3 separate regions of the Mus musculus genome follow, and all the other regions are linked to region 2. The links are chromatin contacts, called in public HiChIP or PLAC-seq maps. All regions are on one chromosome and are shown on one strand. The core of a region is the stretch at or near the end of the contact, and the rest is flanking DNA. Distances in the headings are between cores, read along the strand shown. Region 1 overlaps Gm36132 (a long non-coding RNA gene). Region 2 overlaps Rad51b (RAD51 paralog B). Region 3 has its middle 4.8 kb from the start of Gm36834.

The links. HiChIP or PLAC-seq counts read pairs in DNA pulled down with a chosen protein or histone mark.
Region 1: a contact with region 2 is called in an H3K27ac HiChIP or PLAC-seq map of heart atrium, with 7 read pairs. The contact joins two enhancer-like sites. A contact is called at or near these places in 11 of 484 Hi-C or Micro-C datasets (the 3T3-L1 cell line, Sertoli cells, bone marrow-derived macrophages and 4 more), 3 of 115 datasets of contacts at active chromatin or transcription factors (embryonic stem cells, fibro-adipogenic progenitors and heart atrium) and 2 of 9 other capture datasets (embryonic stem cells and embryonic trunk).
Region 3: a contact with region 2 is called in an H3K27ac HiChIP or PLAC-seq map of embryonic fibroblasts, with 5 times the contacts expected there. The contact joins two enhancer-like sites. A contact is called at or near these places in 3 of 484 Hi-C or Micro-C datasets (bone marrow-derived macrophages, cranial neural crest and nephron progenitors) and 6 of 115 datasets of contacts at active chromatin or transcription factors (CD8 T cells, bone marrow-derived macrophages, embryonic basal ganglia and 3 more).

The regions. Positions count from the first base shown.
Region 1 is chr12:79,858,089-79,861,048 of GRCm38.p6, reverse strand. Gm36132 (a long non-coding RNA gene) reads left to right here. Exons shown (of 4, transcript XR_381728.4): 4 at 415-2,206. Among named protein-coding and RNA genes, the nearest start is that of Gm36132, 8.0 kb to the left of the region's middle. Within about 2 kb of position 1,263, at least 105 of the 459 cell types and tissues checked have an H3K27ac peak or open chromatin away from gene starts, as enhancers often do. A contact at or near this core is called in Sertoli cells, heart atrium and uterus, where this site is marked.
Region 2 is chr12:79,599,155-79,601,854 of GRCm38.p6, reverse strand. All of the region lies in intron 7 of Rad51b (RAD51 paralog B), which reads right to left. Among named protein-coding and RNA genes, the nearest start is that of Gm36048, 200 kb to the left of the region's middle. Within about 2 kb of position 1,379, at least 157 of the 459 cell types and tissues checked have an H3K27ac peak or open chromatin away from gene starts, as enhancers often do. A contact at or near this core is called in Sertoli cells, embryonic fibroblasts, heart atrium and 1 more, where this site is marked.
Region 3 is chr12:80,013,256-80,016,204 of GRCm38.p6, reverse strand. No RefSeq gene overlaps it. Among named protein-coding and RNA genes, the nearest start is that of Gm36834, 4.8 kb to the left of the region's middle. Within about 2 kb of position 1,379, at least 109 of the 459 cell types and tissues checked have an H3K27ac peak or open chromatin away from gene starts, as enhancers often do. A contact at or near this core is called in embryonic fibroblasts, where this site is marked.

The DNA of each region.
Region 1 (2,960 bases), core at 14-2,513, 260 kb before region 2:
TGTCCCCCTCCCATCTGCAACAAGGCTAATGACTGCAATCCCCATATAGGAGGGAGCAGAGGGTGCACCAGGGGACAAACCAAGAATAGGAAAGCATGAATATCTTAGCTGCCATTCTTATCCAAAAAGGAGGCGCAGCGTGAACCTCCTCTCTCAACCACACAACAAGCCTATTTTGTTGTTTTTATTTGTTTTCTTTCACTTAGTTCTGAGACAGGGGCTCACTATATAGTCTTGGCTGGCCCACAACCTACTTCATAGACCAGACTGGCCTTGAACTCACAGCACTGAGATAAAAAGTATTTGCCACCACACTGGGCAAAGCCAGCTTTACAGACCACCAGAATGTTGCGTTTATGTCACCCAAGTAAATGCATTTTTTTAAAGCAATGTGTCACCTTGTTCTTTCTACAGGAATAGAATTCCTTCAAGGACCATTTCTTACAGGAGAGGGAAGACATGGAGGCACAGTAAATGGGTAGGTGACAGGCAAATGGAGAGCCTGGCACTCATGTCAAGGACAAGATAAAGCCTGTCTGCACGGGCTGAAGTAGGGACATTCAGCAAAGTGGTTTTTCTCTGGGCTGTTTGGTGCTTACAGTTTGCCCAGATCCTAACCCAAACTCAAACTGGAACTTCCTGGATGGCGCCACCTTGCCTTGGCAATCCTTAATTTATTAACTCAAAATGCTTCCCAGATCCTGCCCAAGACCTCTCTAACCTGGCTCCCAACTCTCTGTGCTCAGACTCACTGGCCTGCACTGTCACAGCTTTGAATGGGACTGTCCTTGAGATCCATAAAGAAGTACTTCCCCCGGATCCCTCACCAGCCCAAGGCCACTTGCAACCTTCATGGGGGTGTGGGGGGGGGGGGGAGAAACACGACACTGTCCTGGTTTCCACTGGCAGCAACGGTTACTCAGGCTGCCTCCAAACAGCCAGAAGAGTTCCAGAGTCCACAGATCTTGCTTCTCAGTGGCACACACATTCATAGACTTCTCTAAGGTGCTTCCCTGCAGGAGAGCTCTCTGTGAGCTAGGTCCTTACACAGGAGTCTCTGCTGAGGAAAAGCCTTGGACGTGGGGTTAGGAAAGCTGTCAGAGGCTGTTTTGCACAACATCAAACACATTCCAGGCCTTATCTAATCAGGGAGCCTTCTTCAACAGCCATGCAGAGGCTGTTCCTGCAAAGCATTCCCCAGGCAGGGCGAGGGCCTTGATTCTAGAGGCAGAGTAATGGCTCTTTTGGCACAGGCAAAGCTGCCTGGCAGCTGGAGCTTTGAGGTAACCTCTGACCCTCTCCCACAGTTCCTCCCAAGTCCCGCCGCACCACTCTAAGCCACCCTCAAATCCCAGGCTCTAATTGGCTCTGGTTTGTTTTGCCTTTCTCTTCTGTCCAGTGCTTCAAAAGGCACTTCAATAATTGTTTGAGGCACGAAAAAGGCAGGGTTCAGCTTTCCTAACTGGAATTGGAGGTAATTACTGTCTTCCATATTCGAGCCGGTACATGCTGCAAATCACATGGCTCTGGGTTGCTTTCCAGCGGGGTGGCCAGGTCTCAGAGCTACAAGGAGGATTATAGAACTTCACAAAGGCTCTGCTTCAGAGAGAGAAGAATCGACAGGTCTCAGAAGTGCTAGAGGAGTTGTTTATACTCTTCTGCTGTCCGCTCGAGACTGTCCTGAGAGGTTTGGTCTGAAGAGACTTCAACTCTACCCTGGAAGTTTGGGATTTGCTTTTTTATTTTGTTTGCTCTCAATGGGCAGGAACTGACCCCTCCACACACACACACACACACACACACACACACACACACACACACACACACACACACACATAAGCCCCTTCTTGTTTGAAATTAATAACCACATGCTCGACCTAGGCTGCCCAACTTCAGAACAGAACTTCAATGAGTGAGGCTAAGACCCACCTCCAAGAACCAGAATAAGGATTCCATTTTGTGCATTCAAAACAGCAAACCCAAATGTGGAGAGTCTCTGGATCATCCCCCTTCTGCTCCTTGTGGACCCGGAGGGCCTTGTTTAATCGATCAGCTGATTCACAGGACGTCACTCACAGTGAGAGCGGTTGCTGACCCAACCTCAGAGGGTGTGTGAGGTCCACATGAGGTTAGCCCATGTGAAGTGCCTGTCTGGGATCTGTGTATACCAAATGTTCAATAAATATCAGCTAACAGTCACTGTCAAGGAGGGCCTTCTGATGCCAAAGGAGCCAGTCTGAACAGAGCCACCGTGAAATAGTACAATGAAGCAGGAAGGGCTAGGGTGCCAGCCCCAGTGTGAAGTGTCTTCCCTCCAAAGGGAATTGTCTTAAACATCTGAAGTTACCTCTGTCTCAGCCTGGCTCTCGCTCACCATCCTGAACGATCTCATCCAGGTGGAGGGCTGCTGTCCCCACTGTGCTTCTGGCCCTTCTCTTTCCAATGTCCTCCTCAGAGCTCTCAATGTCCTCGAACCTTGACTCCAGGTCAGTAAAGCCGATCAAACCGCACATCCCGGCAAGGGCTCGGTGGAAATCCCCTCTGAGCAGGTGACCTTTACAGGTCGCACACGTTGCTTTCATAGTCTTGAGGACAATGCACAGGCACATACTTATCTGTGTATTTGTCTCATATCTATTTCTAGATAAACTAAAGTTCATGTGAACGAGGCCAAGTTTCTCTGTCCTTTCTTCCTTAACACAGATGACGGTTTGCCTGTGAACTTTCTTTATTCTGTTTATGCAGATCTGAGTGATCGACTAGAGATCTAGCAGGTCCTTTCTGTATATTTGCTGAAGGAATGACTTCTTTCTCTGTCTCTCTGTCTCCCTCCTCCCTTCCCTCCCTCTCTGTGCGGTAATGGTATTGGGAATTGAACTCGGGACCTTGATCACATTAGGCAAATGTTCTACCACAAGCTGCATTCTTCGCCCTCAAACCATGATTTCAAAGCAGAGACA
Region 2 (2,700 bases), core at 130-2,629:
CAGGGATTACCCAAACATCATGGTCTGTTCTCAATTCCCCACTGCAGTCTCCCCTCTGTACTTTCTGAATCCGTGTTGGATCTTGTTCTCCTTTCCCACTGCTGCTACCCCTCAGGGGACACACAGACGCTTTCTGTCTGGCCTCTGCTCCCCTTTAGACCTATTCCACATTATCTTCAGAGTTCTTTTTCTGAAACATAATCCAATAAAGTTGTTGTCTTTCTTTTAAACTACCATGAGCTCTTCTGCAACTCTGAGTATTCTACCCAAGGCCCATCACCATCTCCGTTTAATTTAACCCACTCAGCTCCCCACCATGACTCTACGATTATTTTTCTATTTCCAGCATGCTATGCCATTTCAAACATTTCAGCATTCATACAAACCATTCCCTATGATGGTGCTGTTCCTTCCAACCTTAACACTCGGAAAATTCAGATTTTTCATAAATTCCCAATTCTACTGTCTCCTTTTCTTTGCAGAAATAGTTGTTTCATGCTCTGTGTTTCTCCATGTGTTTTGTTTGCTTAGTTAAAAGGCACTAGCACAGTGTATGTCCTCAGGTCTGAGGTGGCATCTTAGGATTTACAATTTTCTCTCTGATGACTAGTACACTCAGGTGCGTAATAAGCGTCTATGAACTCAATGAATAAGCCCAGAGATTAATGTGTTACAAAAGCAAAGAAGCAGACATTCCAGTATGACTCAATATAATCATAAACTAAAACAATTTATTTTTTAAAATATAAGCTTCATGGTGGGGAATATTAGCCAGACCAAATAATATAATCATTATGTATGGCCTTGGCTAAGATGATCAAAATTGACCTTTCAGTGCTGTAAACTTGTCTCTTGGTAAAAGCACACAGTGCCTGATAAATAATAAACACTGTATATGTGTTTGACATTGTCGGTGTTAGAGGCTTATACATGGGTCCACAGTCCATCTGCATAGATACAAATGGAATCCTAATTCTAAGTTACTAGCCTATAATAACTTACCTTAACATTAAGAAATGAATGCTCGCATACCCAAGTTTGCTAATGCACACAGAAATATTCTGCTTTAAACACATGGAACGAGCCAATGGCCTTTGGCCCCAAACCATACATAGCACTGGAGGATGGTAGGCCGAAAGACTTTTGGCGATTTCTTCTAGGTTTTTGTATAGACTAACATCAAGCCAATTTATCTGACCTCCCTGATCCACCCAGCCCATCTAGTACCTTTAGCTATTTTTTTCTAGAAGCCTGAATGAGTCAGAACAAGAAAATGATTAATCAACTTGGAGAGCTTTGAAAGCTGGAACAGAGCCCTGCTGTGAGTAAAGCCTCGGAGCTGTGGGACTGTAGCAGTTGGAAAGTTAGGGGATTTCCATGGTTGGAAACATTTGGCCGGCTCGCCGTGCTCCTCTGACCTTGCAATAAGACAGAGCAGGCCTAGCCGGGTGATTTACCTCTGACAATATCCCATGTCTGCTGCCTTTGGCTATGTGCTCTGACTTGACAAAATCAAAGTAATTCCCCCTGAGCCTTATGATTTTGGATCTGGCTCAGAAAATCCCCTCTGCTTTTTTTCTCTCAGTGGATAGTATTCTCAGTCCCTGGCTTCACTTTTAACTGTGAGGTTGAAATTAGACGTACACACACTGTGCTTGGCCATCAGTCGGGGTGTGTGTACGTGTGTGTGTTTGTGTGGGGCGGTTCTCTTCTTCTGTCAGGACAGGTTGGTTTCACAACTCAGGAAATACAGCACCATCTTGCTTTTCTTCTCTTTTCCTTCCCTTCCCTTCCCTTCCCTTACCTTCCCTTCCCTTCCCTTCCCTTCCCTTCCCTTCCCTTCCCTTCCCTTCCCTTCTTCCCTTCCCTTCCCTTCCCTTCCCTTCCCTTCCCTTCCCTTCCCTTCCCTTCCCTTCCCTTCCCTTCCCTTCCCTTCCCTTTCCTCCCTCCCTCTCTTCCTCCCTCCCTTTCCCTTCTCTCTTTTTGCCAGTTGTTACATAGCAGGCACAACTTAAAATCACTTTTCCAGTTGAAGTTTTGAATTATTTTCTGGTTCCCTGCTACATCTATTCAAATTCTCCCAAATGTTTTACTGGGGCCTTAATTTCTGTTTTACGATTTTGGTTTTTTTTGAAGATACTATTCTGGTATCATTAACTTTTAGATGCTTAATGTGCTGCAGATAGTGTGTCTGAGCAGGGCAAGTGTGCTTTCCGGTTTCTCTCTTACCTGCAATGCTACACTGGGGTAGGGCCTAGTGGCTTTCTCATGTGTGTGTCTTCAATACTCACATCTCATCTCAGCCTCCATTTCACTGCCTCTCCACATTATCTCCTTTCTTTTGTTTAAACAGATGAATCGCTGGGGTTTTTATTTCCAGATCTTTCTGCCCTATCAAGGCATCGATGATGTTTACTGTGAGTGTGCTATCAATAGTGTGTCAGTAAGATGTTCTAGACTTGATTATTTCTTGGTCTTGTGTGTCTGTTTCTCTCTTTAATGTCATTCATTTCTCTTATACAACTTCTTAGGCTCTCATCCACTAACACAACAACAATAACCCCAAAAGATTTAGGCAAAAATTTCTGCTTAATTCTCTTACTTATCAGAAAAGATTCAGGTTCTTTCCCCAAAGCAGCAAACACTGTCATGTATCTCACATAGTCACATAAACACACACATGCCACCGTTCACTGCAAG
Region 3 (2,949 bases), core at 130-2,629, 410 kb before region 2:
CTCTTGCCTCATAACCTGGAGCCTGTTCCCTGCAGGAGGCCATAACTACAATTTGAGGTGTGTCCCTCATGGAGATTAGGTGCCCATGCACTGCTATCTCGGAACTTTGGTTCTAAGGTCAGAGCTGGATGGGACTCTGCCTTAGTTGGGATCCAAAGCCTCAAGGGGCTTGTCTTAGTCCTGCACACACATCATGACCAAGAAGCAAGTTGGGGAGGAAAGGGTTTATTCAGCTTACAATTCCATACTGCTGTTTATCACCAAGGAAGTCAGGACTGGAACTCAAGCAGGTCAGGAAGCAGGAGCTGATGCAGAGGCCATGGAGGGATGTTCTTTACTGGCTTGCCTCACCTGGCTTGCTCAGCTTGCTTTCTTATAGAACCAAGACTACCAGCCCAGAGATGGTCCCACCCACAAGGGGCCTTTCCCCTTGATCACTAATTGAGAAAATGCCTTACAGTTGGATCTCATGGAGGCATTTCCTCAACTGAAGATCCTTTCTCTGTGATAACTCCAGCTGTGTCAAGTTGACACAAAACTAGCCAGTACAGGGCTAAAGTCCTGGTTCTGTAAAACCCTGAGCTTTCCTAAAGCAATCTGTAGGGACCTAGGACTCAGGTCCCTGGAGACATCCCTGTGAAGGTCTCCTAAACTTCTCATCTCCATGTGTGTGTGTGTGTGTGTGTGTGTGTGTGTTTGTGTGTGTGTGTGTGCATGTGCGCACGTGGACATGTCTGTCTGTCTGTCTGTCTGTCTTCTCTAGGACTAACCCAGATAGCCTAGAACAGGAACAGCACATCTGCTATTCATGTCCATATGGTGGTGCAGACCCTACCTCCCTTTTCTTTATTTTTTAATTAGTATACAAGATAGTGGGGTTTAGTTTTTTCATTTTTCATACACATTTTTATTCTTGGTCCTTCCCTTTCTTAAGGAGACAGCTTTCTGGTATAGAGATAGAAGCCCCGCTTCTTGGGGACAGCTCTGACTCTCGACAGTCTTGGCAGGAGAAAAAGTGTGACTTTTTGAGAGTACAGTTTGTACTAGGACTGATCGCCCCTGCCCTCCAAGTCCTGAGGACGACGGATTAAGAGCATGGAATAAAGATGGTGACTGGATGAAATTTTAGAGCGCCTTTGCAGTGGTTTGGCCTCCTCACCAGGTGCCTGCCACCCTTTGGAAAGCTGATCCAGGAAATTTCGCACCGGAAGTCGTAGGCAGCTCCAATCAAAGCAGTCTTCCTCTAGAGCACCCTCTCCCCACTCCCTTAAAGTCTTCTCTCTTCTTTCTTAAAAATTTAAAACTCACATACAGTTCAAAATTTATCAGCACGTGTGATGCTGTGTGGGAGTTGGCTCTTTGCTTCTACCACGTGGATCCTGGGGCTTGAACTCGGGCTTTTCGCTTCCGTGGTAAGCGTCACTCACTGGAGTGTACTGCAGAGTGTCGTCCCACCCACTGTTTGAACTTTGAATTTATATGCTCAAATAATCCTCCTGCCTCAGTCCCCCAAGTAGCTGAGACTACAGATGTACACACCCTTGCTGGATTTTGAGCCCCAGTTCCTCAGCTTGTCCCCCCAAGTTAGATATCCTCCTACTCCTCCTCTTGTTCCATCTGTCTTTCAAACACTGCAAGCATGGCTCACGCCTGAGCCAAAGCCGGTTTTGCTGAGCTCATCAGAAAAGCTGCCGGTGCGGCAGCGGTGCTTGCTGGGAGAAAGTCAGTGGCCCCTGCAGGGCTCACACAGGGCTCATGGAACGGAACGGGTGTGAACTGCCACAGATTCGCTCTGGAGCCCTGAAGTCTCTCACATAAGGATGTTCAAAGGACATATTCACTCTCTAGGATCCCTTTCTTGGGTGACTTCTTGCCTCTTCCTGCCTTCTTCTGCAGCCTTTGCCTTCTTAACATCTGGGAACCCCATGATGGCATGCAAGGACTCTAGATGTCCAAGGAGCCAGCCAATCCTCCAGCCCTGCAGGCTCCATTGCCACAAGCAGTTTGAGAGCTTCTTCTTGCAAAGACAAGTAGGGAGAACACTTCCAAGCTATGCCTGTTTCTTCTTTATTTTCTGACCCCACCCCCACCCCCGGGGGTGGGGGCTGAAAAGCCAGCTGGGTTTTTCTTTTTCTTTCTTTCTTTTTTTTTTTTTTTTTGTACAGTACGTTTTGGCAGCCCCCCTTTTTTTCTGACAGAAAAAAAATAACAGGCATATTTTGGGCGATTACTCAACTGGGGTCCTTTGTGACAGGATACGCAGCTGCGTGACTAATGGAGCCGGCTTTCTCCTGGTTTCCTTCTCCTTTCAAAGCTCTTGTTTACTGCCCTATACCAAAAAGGGGGGGAAAAGCCATACGCTACAGATTTTTATATGTTAAGAAAAGCTTTGTGAAACATATAAGCTATAAATCCTATGGATAGTCCATTTCCAGCACGCCATCACCCACCCTCCACCCCAGCGTCTTTAAAGCTCTCAAGCTCTTGACTCAGGACATGGGAATTTTTTTTTCTCACTTGCGTCCCTACTTTCTTCTGAACATATGTCCAGCAGATCGTGTGTGTGTGTGTGTGTGTGCGTGTGTGTGTGTGCACATGAGTGTGCTTGCAATGGGGGGGGGGTTGGGGGGCGGGGAGCAGGATGGGAACCATATTTATGATGCTTAATTCAACAATTGCTAAAGGAAGGAGTAATGACTTCCAGGGGTTCAGGGCCTTTGTGTTTCCATAGCCTATGACAGTTTTGTGGTGTAAGCAAAAGTTATTAGAAAGCACAGGACTAGCTTAATGAAGAAAGGTATCTGTTGAATGGGGAGGGATTGCCTCTTGACAGGAAAGTCTGACTTGTTGGCTTTGGGACTCTGAAGTCTGGGCTTTCCCGGAAAAGTGTTGGAAGAGATTCTCTTTAGCTTGTTGTGTTTGACGACTGGAACTGGAAGTGTGGGTTTT